2 separate regions of the Mus musculus genome follow, and region 1 is linked to region 2. The links are chromatin contacts, called in public promoter capture Hi-C maps. All regions are on one chromosome and are shown on one strand. The core of a region is the stretch at or near the end of the contact, and the rest is flanking DNA. Distances in the headings are between cores, read along the strand shown. Region 1 holds the start of Armcx5 (armadillo repeat containing, X-linked 5). Region 2 holds the start of Tceal9 (transcription elongation factor A like 9).

The links. Promoter capture Hi-C pulls out the DNA fragments that hold promoters and counts their contacts.
Region 1: a contact with region 2 is called in a promoter capture Hi-C map of erythroid cells, with 60 times the contacts expected there. The contact joins the promoter of Armcx5 here to the promoter of Tceal9 in region 2. A contact is called at or near these places in 2 of 39 promoter capture datasets (cranial neural crest and erythroid cells).

What each region holds. Positions count from the first base shown.
Region 1 is chrX:135,741,392-135,745,238 of GRCm38.p6, reverse strand. It overlaps Armcx5 (armadillo repeat containing, X-linked 5), which reads right to left and starts at 2,547. Exons shown (of 4, transcript NM_001009575.5): 1 at 2,261-2,547; 2 at 1,625-1,676; 3 at 664-740; 4 at 1-320. The coding sequence starts at 62. It overlaps Gprasp1 (G protein-coupled receptor associated sorting protein 1), which reads right to left and starts at 2,547. Exons shown (of 11, transcript NM_026081.5): 1 at 2,261-2,547; 2 at 664-740.
Region 2 is chrX:136,242,510-136,246,707 of GRCm38.p6, reverse strand. Tceal9 (transcription elongation factor A like 9) reads right to left here and starts at 1,628. Exons shown (of 3, transcript NM_011712.2): 1 at 1,481-1,628; 2 at 942-1,007; 3 at 1-372. The coding sequence starts at 342. The coding sequence ends at 28. It overlaps Gm39535 (a long non-coding RNA gene), which reads left to right and starts at 1,671. Exons shown (of 2, transcript XR_878245.2): 1 at 1,671-1,988; 2 at 2,954-3,878.

The DNA.
Region 1 (3,847 bases), core at 1,298-3,797, 500 kb after region 2:
CCAGGTTTTGAGGAAGCCCCAGACTCTTCTCTAGCTTTCCTTTTAGTTTTAGAGCCAATCATGGTTCGAGAGAAAGGCAAAGCTTAATATAAATATGCCCCTGTCTCAGCCTTGCCCGAAAGTCAGCCCCAAGTAGGTGTTTTCATATAAAGTCCAGTAGTCATTCAGCCCCTTTCCAACTACAGTTTCTGCCAATCATATAGACAGCATGTTGAGGAAGCTCACTCAAGATAAAGGATAGCTGTGCTGGGGCGCAGGCCTGTGGAGGGTGGTGGTCTTCAGCCACTCCAAGGCCATCAGATCTGTCACTGAAGTTGGACCTAGGGGTGGAGGAAGGAAATGGGGCTTTAAGTCTCTTCCAATTTGCTTTCTTCTCATGCTGATAAGCACAGAGACATAGTTAAGTATGGAAATTCAGTGCTCTATGGGGAAGAAGGAGACAAGGAGCCAACTCCTCCTTTCAGTTCACCCACTGTCTATACCTTCATGTGCTACCAATTTGTCTTTGCAGACACCAATAAGGGCAGAAAGAATAGGAAAGCTGGATGGACACGAGAGGCTGCAAAATTCCGAGGCTATCTGCTGACCTAGGCTGGAGCCAACCAAATCTTTACTGTTCCATACTATAGGTCTTACTCGAGGAGTCCCCACGTTCATACTAACCTGCGCTCTTGCCAAGGGATTGTTTCCTCCTTTCTCTGTTTCCACTGGCGACAAGCCCTGCAGCAGATCTGGCAAACCTATAGATAGATAAAGAGGACAGAGAAACTCAGCTCTTGGGATACAGACCTTGGTTCCTGGCCCTTATTCTTGCCTTCTCAGAGAAGCTTGTCTAGCTTTTCCCTTCCTGGTCTTCCTCTCCTTCCATTAACCAGCTTCAAAGCTGTTCCTCCTCCTCTTCCTCCTCCTCCCTTGGGGCCCTCCATTGTCTTCTTGAGTGACTGTTTCGGTAATCCCTTAGTTGAAAAATCGGTTGATAATGAAGTGTTAGAGCAGGACAGGAAAGAGGGGATTAAAGGAAGATGTTCCCATCCTGCATCTATCTCTAGAGTTAGACCAAGACTCCTAAGTGAATCCACAGACCAGCTAGAGGTCATCGAGAAACTGACAAAACAGAAGGGTGTGACATTCTAGTCTCAGTGATCCTTGTCTGTCTTCACACTAATCCTCGAATCTGGACAATTGCCTTCTCATTATCTCCTAGCTTCACATTCAGTTATTTTACAAACATTCACAACAGCCAAGTTATACAACCCTCCGGATGTGTCTATCAATGGAAATCCACAAACATGAGAACAGCACTACTGAGTATAATTTAGGAAACAGTAATTACGGAATAAATGCTTGCTGGATACAGATACTTGTTTGGTAAAGAATTCTCTGATTCCCTTTCTTTTTGTCATCCCCCCATGACACCCCCAAATCTCCACGTTCCTCTGCTATATTCTTAAAGCCTGATCATTTCCATGAAGGGACAACTAAATCATCTCTGCACAGTTGGTCGTACTGGTAGCAGTAGGGATGAAACGCCTGACAATAACAGGAAGCTGGGGAAATAATGAAAAGTATCATTTTCAATTTTCTTACACATTCTTATGATTATCCCCCACCCACCCACACAAACCTATCACATTCTGCAACATAGTTGGGGTAACGCGGAGGGCATTTCTGGAAGGCTGGAAAAGAGGAGATGTAGAAATTATTCTAGAACCCTACCTAGTCTTGCAGCTTTCTCCCACAGTACAGAAATCAGGTCAGTTTTGTTTATCTTCTCCCCTCCCCTTTTGATCTGCCGCCCTGAAACGTGGAGAAATGCAAACTTGGCACAAAATCTATCCACACAAATGAATGTGTGATAGCCCCAAATCAAATGAAATCGCACTGAGTAAGATATGGTTAATTAATGGTCAGATAAGAATGTGCAATCTTCGAATACACCCAACACAAGATTTAATGTTCCCACATCTATAACCCCTTTGTGTATCTCCTTCCTGATTCTCAAGGCTCCTCAGACAACTGCGTTCATCAGTGGTGGTAGTCCTTTCTCTGACAAGTACGCCATCTCCCCAGTAGATGATGCCATTGCATCCATCTCCCTTCCCAAACGTGATGAAGCGAGTTTCTGGAAACGTAGATAGCTTTTTCTCATCCTCCCTAGTCTGTCTTCCCAACACTCGCCCCCTAAAATCAGGTCACCAATCCCGCACCAATCATGGAACCCGCAACCACAACCCCAAGCAATGCCCTCCTTCTTACTGACCTGTTCTGCTTGAATCCAAGGCAGTTTTCTTAGGTGCGTTCTCTCCGGCGGCGCCTTCCCACACAGAAAGGAGGCAGGCAAACGCCGTCGGCAGTCCGCCGCAGGGAGCAGAGGCAATGGCGGCGACTGTAATTTAGGGGCTTGCCGGGAGCTTGGGATGTAGGACAAGATGAAGGGCCATGACTAGCAAATTACTGTCACCTTTCGGTACCCACTCCTCTCTCCGGTCCCTCACGAAGCGACTACATAGCTACCTACATCCGCCGGGACGCACTAGGCGCGGCTACGTCATTACGGAGGCCCGCAGAGGGAGGAGCTAGAGTTATTTAAGGAGTTCCGGCTTAGGGAAGCGGAGTGATACTACTGTGGCGCACACTGCGACACTTAGGTTCTGATCCCGAACTAGGGAAAACCGCGCCAAGCACCCGCAAGCAGGCGATTACCAAATGTCGGTTTTAGCTTCCTTCTTAGACATGTCTTTCCATTTCGAAATGCATGCGGTTTTCACGCTGTGGCGTCAGAAGAAAAAGCGGCCGCCTTACCGGGCGGAAGGATAGCAAAGAATTCTAGTGTTTTTACACGTTCCTCACTAAACCCACCGCCCACTGAAGTGAGCTGGTTAGGTAGGGGAGGGGCTCAAGGTAGAAACGATGCTGGGGGTGGGGCGGTTCTCAACGCTGAAATTACAAATAAAAATTCTCATTTATTCCAACAAATTCTAAACTGTTCCTTCTACAAGCAAAATCCGCCAGTGATGCACCTGTAAGGGCTTGTTTGCATAAAATTCTTGCTGCAGCGGCAGAACCTATGGAAAACTGCTCTGCTGCCAGACCGTTTTTGTTTTGTTTTGTTTTGTTTTTCAATCTCCCTTTTTATGTTTCCTGTTGCCACCCCTTGAAATCTTTTGCTCTTATTGTCCGGCATGTTTCTTGTTTTGAAATAGTTTTAGATAACATGAAGTAAGGATAGAGGAAAAACAGGGAGAAAAAGAACTGTGCAGACGAGTTCTACTCCAGGATGACCTCACTACCATAAGGTGCAGTGGCTTGGATTTAATCTAGGCACTGGGAAAACAAGAATCTTCTTACTGACAAGACATAATACCAAAGTATCTTTGTACCCGTGGACCAACACCAGTCCCTGCTCTGTGGATTTCTCCGGGCTTGTTCCCTCACGTTTCTTGCCCCCTAAATCTCTGACTATATAAGTCCTTGCATCTTGAATGCTGGGCCTCATGTTTGTATTATCTATTTGAACATAAATTTAATTAAAATAAGCCTTAGAATCAGAAAGTGTTTCTAACATGTATACCACTTAGAAATGTCCCAGCCCATCAGTCCTGTATGCCTCAACTCTAAGCTGAGCTATGACATTAGTAGATTATGATGAGAGACATTTTTCCTGTTTCAGGGATGTTTGTAATTTTGAAATTGCCTTAATAAAAGTGCATGGTTTCCCCTCAGTCCCAGTCTACATTATCAGAAAACCTGATAATGTCATGAGGCAGGAGGTTAACTTTTGGAAGGAATAACCAGCCTATAAGGAACAATACTAGGTGGTGATGGTCAGTCCAGACAGACCATCTTC
Region 2 (4,198 bases), core at 379-2,878:
ATCAGATAAAAGGGAAAGCAAGCCAAGCTACATTAAATAGGGGTAAGGATGGCTTCGGTTAGCCTTCCAACGCGTCACTATAAGTTTGTTTCTCACTTTCCTGATCTCATCTAGCTCCTCCACATCTCTAAACAGATCATCACTGCTCAGGTGCCTGTTGTGTATATCCTCCTGAAAATCCTGCAGAGACCGGATCAGCCTCTCCCGAAAAGTTTCTTCGGATTTCTCCTCCTCCTCGGGTTCCTGCCCCTCCTCGGGCTTTTCCTCCGGCTTTGGCTCTTCCTCAGGCTTTGGCTCATCCTCCTTTTCTAGGTTTCCTTCCATTTTTTGGCAGGGTTTCATCTTGTGTCTGCTTCTCTTCTTTGCTGCTTCCTGCAGAATACGGGAATGCAATGATTTCTAGGAAGCGAGGGGGGAGGGGAGGGGGAGGGGGAGGAGGAGGAGGAGGAGGAGGAGGAGGTGGTGGTAGATGGAAGACTTGGTAGATGGGCAGGTGCTGTGCACAAAGGTCTCCTCACCGTTTGCTTACGCCCTCCCCATCCCACCCCCCCTCCGTCCACTCTTGCCCCCTCCCGCTCTCCCTCTCCCCACTTCCCTCTTTCCCCTCCTCTCTTCCCCCCACCCTCGTTCGGTCTAACTGCCCTCACCAGATACCTTCCACCTGAGAAACCCAGTCCGCAATCAAGGTTTCCCTGTCCCCGCCCCTCTTACCTCCATTTTCCACCCCCTCCCCTCTCTAGTCCCTCCCTCCAGCATTTTCCAAGGCCTTCCTTCCCGCCTCCCGCCCCAGCCCTCCACAAATCTTTCTCCCTCCCAGGCCTAACACAGGCCCCTCCGAAAGGGGTGGGGGGAAGGGAGAGGGGACTGGGGCCTTCAGCCTCTGCAGGCCTTCACCGACCCATATCCTGGGGGAGTCTTTTATAAAGTTCCCCCTCACTTACCAGGTACAGATCTGGTCGATTTCTTTTTCCTACTTATTTTAGCCTGGTGCGGTACAAAGAACAAACCTGCAGGCAAACGGAGAAGGGAGGGGATGTTGGGGGTGGGGCAAGCAAGCCCTCGGTGCTCAGCAGAGCACTACCACGGACCCAGCTCGCCGAGCTCTCCGCATTTAAGGGCTTGCTTATGGAAGTTTCCCACCCTTTGTTTCCCAAAGGACTCCTCCTTCCCACCCCGCAAGTTAGCCTGTCTTTCTCACCAGACAGAGGGTAAAAAGGAGCTATTCTTCCCCAACTATCTGTAGATCCGAGACGAGGTTTGGGAAGCAAAGTGGGGGTCCAAAATCTCAGAGTATGATTATTTTGGAATCGTCACAGCCCCCCTTGTTTTCTCTTGGGACCCCCTAGTCGTTTCACAAGTGTCCTTTCCTGAAGAATTAAAGGTACGAGGTGGAGGGACAGACTTAACCAGGACTCAAGTCACTACCCTAGACCACTGTAAACTACAAAAATCCTTGGCAGTAACGGCTTAAAACACTAACCTGATGAATTGAAGCAAGCTGTCTCTTCTGGCCGCTGGCCTCTCGCACCACCGTCTGCAAGGCTAAAGGGAGCTGGTACCCAGATGGAAACAAGGACCAGACTAGCAGGATTTCTGCACACGTCGACTCCTGGTCACATGAGATCTACGTCACCAGTGAGGTCCGGTCCCCGATCTCCACTCCCACAAAAAGCGCGGCAGATGTGGCCCCGCCCTCCGCTCCCATCTACCACCCCCTCTCTAAACATTCATTTGGCCTTGTCAGTCTTTTCTGGAGGAAGAAAAAAAAAGAATGTGCGGATTGGTTTTATTGTTGTTGTTCTTTTTGCAGCTCTCTGATTACTAAAGAGGAGCGTCATATTTTTTGAAGCTACGGAACTTTTCGGCTTCTTTTAATAATAGGCTCTTCCTGTCTCACGCTCCTAACTGCCAGTACCACTCACCCCCCACCTAGCTTTCCTTAGCCCCTCCTCCTTCATCTGAAACGCACTCCTTTGTTGTGGAGCCAGGTAGGTAGGTCAGAAAGCAGTGGGAGAGGGGGAATCTTGAAATAGAAGTGGGATTTTTCTTTAAGGCAACTTAAACTTTATTCTTAATACGTCTGTAGTCTTTTCGAAAGTAATGTTGTTTTACAGTCAGAAGTGACAGCCAAATTACTTTAGATACATTTGTGAATTCATACATGTTCATTTCTTATACTAGTGCCTAGTGTTTTTTAGTAAATGCATTCAAAGTATATGCCTTTACATTTTTTATTATATTGTGGTGTTACTTGGGGGAATTATTTAAAAAGAAGAAAAATCATGTTTAACTCTAGAGGCCTGCTGGTGGTATTATTACCAAGAAGTGGTGTCGCCTGAAGAATCGCTGCTTCAACACTTGCCAGCATAGATTGTTCGAAAACAGTCGCCTCATCTTAAAGAAAGTAACACTTTATATACACCACGAATTGTTGGACTGTCTTAACAATATGTGTCTGCTCTAAATCGCTTAGCTCATAGAAAACTTTCAACATTTACTTATTCCCATTTTATTTCATATATATGCATATCTCACTCACGCTGGAGTGAGACTGGATATAGTATAATTATGTTCCCCTTTAACAGGAGGACTCTAGCTTCTTTATCTTGTACTTGACTTTAAATTAAACTTTAAACTTGACTAGTCAAGTTGCTAGTTTTATGATGATGATGGTTGCTTGGGTTAAGGACTTAAAAGCCTCTATAGGTGAAAGTATTGGCTGCTCACTTGGTTACATATACCTAGTAAGTGTCTAAAATGTCTAAAAAATATATTTTAAAACTTGGCATTGCTGCTTTCAAACTGTATCTTCTGTTTGGTCATCTTAACCTTTGAGTCAGATTTCTGCTCAATTTTACATGTAGACATAGCAGTCATTTAAGATGTGGCTTGTTCAGAACAATAATACAAGGTTGTTTTGACCTAAATTTGCACACTGTGTTCCCTCTCCAAGGCTACAGACACCAAGATAAGAGGAAGTAAGACAATATTCCATTCTTGGCCATTGGAATCTAGAAGTCTCCAGTAAACAGTGCTCTGCTGCTGTTACCTCTGTTCCTTTTCCTGTCTACAAAGCTGCTTTGCATCCCTGAATCCACTAAGATGATCTTTTATTGGCAATAACCTCTCAGTTTCTTTGCTTTGTTAGCATTCCAAGTGCAATCTTTTCCTTGCTTCAAAAACATACATTTGAATCATTTGCAAGCCACAAGTAATGGTCTTGTAACACATCGACATTTGTATGTTGGAAACTTGGTCCCCAGGGTGGTAACATGGGAAGTGACGGAACCTTTAAAAGGTGCAGACCAGTAGGAAGCCATTAGGTCACTGAATGGTATTGCCTTTGACAGGAACTGAAGCAATTCTCAAGGAACTCTGGTTATTTCTCACAAAAGGCTTGTTATGAAAGGCCAAGGATGAGTCACCCAAACACACAGCTTTGATTGCTCTCCAGCTTCTTGTCTTTCTCAAAAACATACCTGTCATGTTGTCATCCATCAGGCTAAGACATAGTAAGTCTTCACCATAGAAGTCAAAGCCCTTGAGTCTCAGAAACTAAATGCTAAATAAACTGCTTTTTTGGGGGGTAAAATATTCAGCCTTGCATATTTCATTATAATAACAGAACTTGAACTAATACGGTCTCTGTGGCAAGCTTTGAGCTGATTGACAGATCTTCAGTAAGGTCCACTCCCTGTACTGAGCTTATCTCCCATATTAGTTACTTTTTTCCTTCCTGAGACAAAACATACGGCAAACAAACTTAAGGAAGGAAGGATGGTTTTGACCCATAGCCTAAGAGTGCAGTCCATCATGGGAGGGACAGTAAAGCTACAAGTCCTCAAAACAGCTAGTCAAATTGCATCTGTAGTTAGCAAGAAGAGAGAGAGAGAGAGAGAGAGAGAGAGAGAGAGAGAGAGAGAGAGAGAGAGGGAGAGAGAGAGAGAGAGAGAGAGAGATATGCTGGTGCTATGTTTTCCTTTTCAACTTTGTTTGCAGTCTGTAATCCTAACCCATGGAATGCTGCCACTCAGTTTCAGTGGCTTTTCCTCCTTAGTTAAATATATCTGGAAACAACCTAGTAGACGTGCCCAGATGTTGGCCTCCCAGGTAATTCTGATGACTGTCTTCCTAAAGGTGGATCATATCTACAGCACTCCTAACCTAAGAGCTAGGAGTAACGTAAATGGTGTGGCTA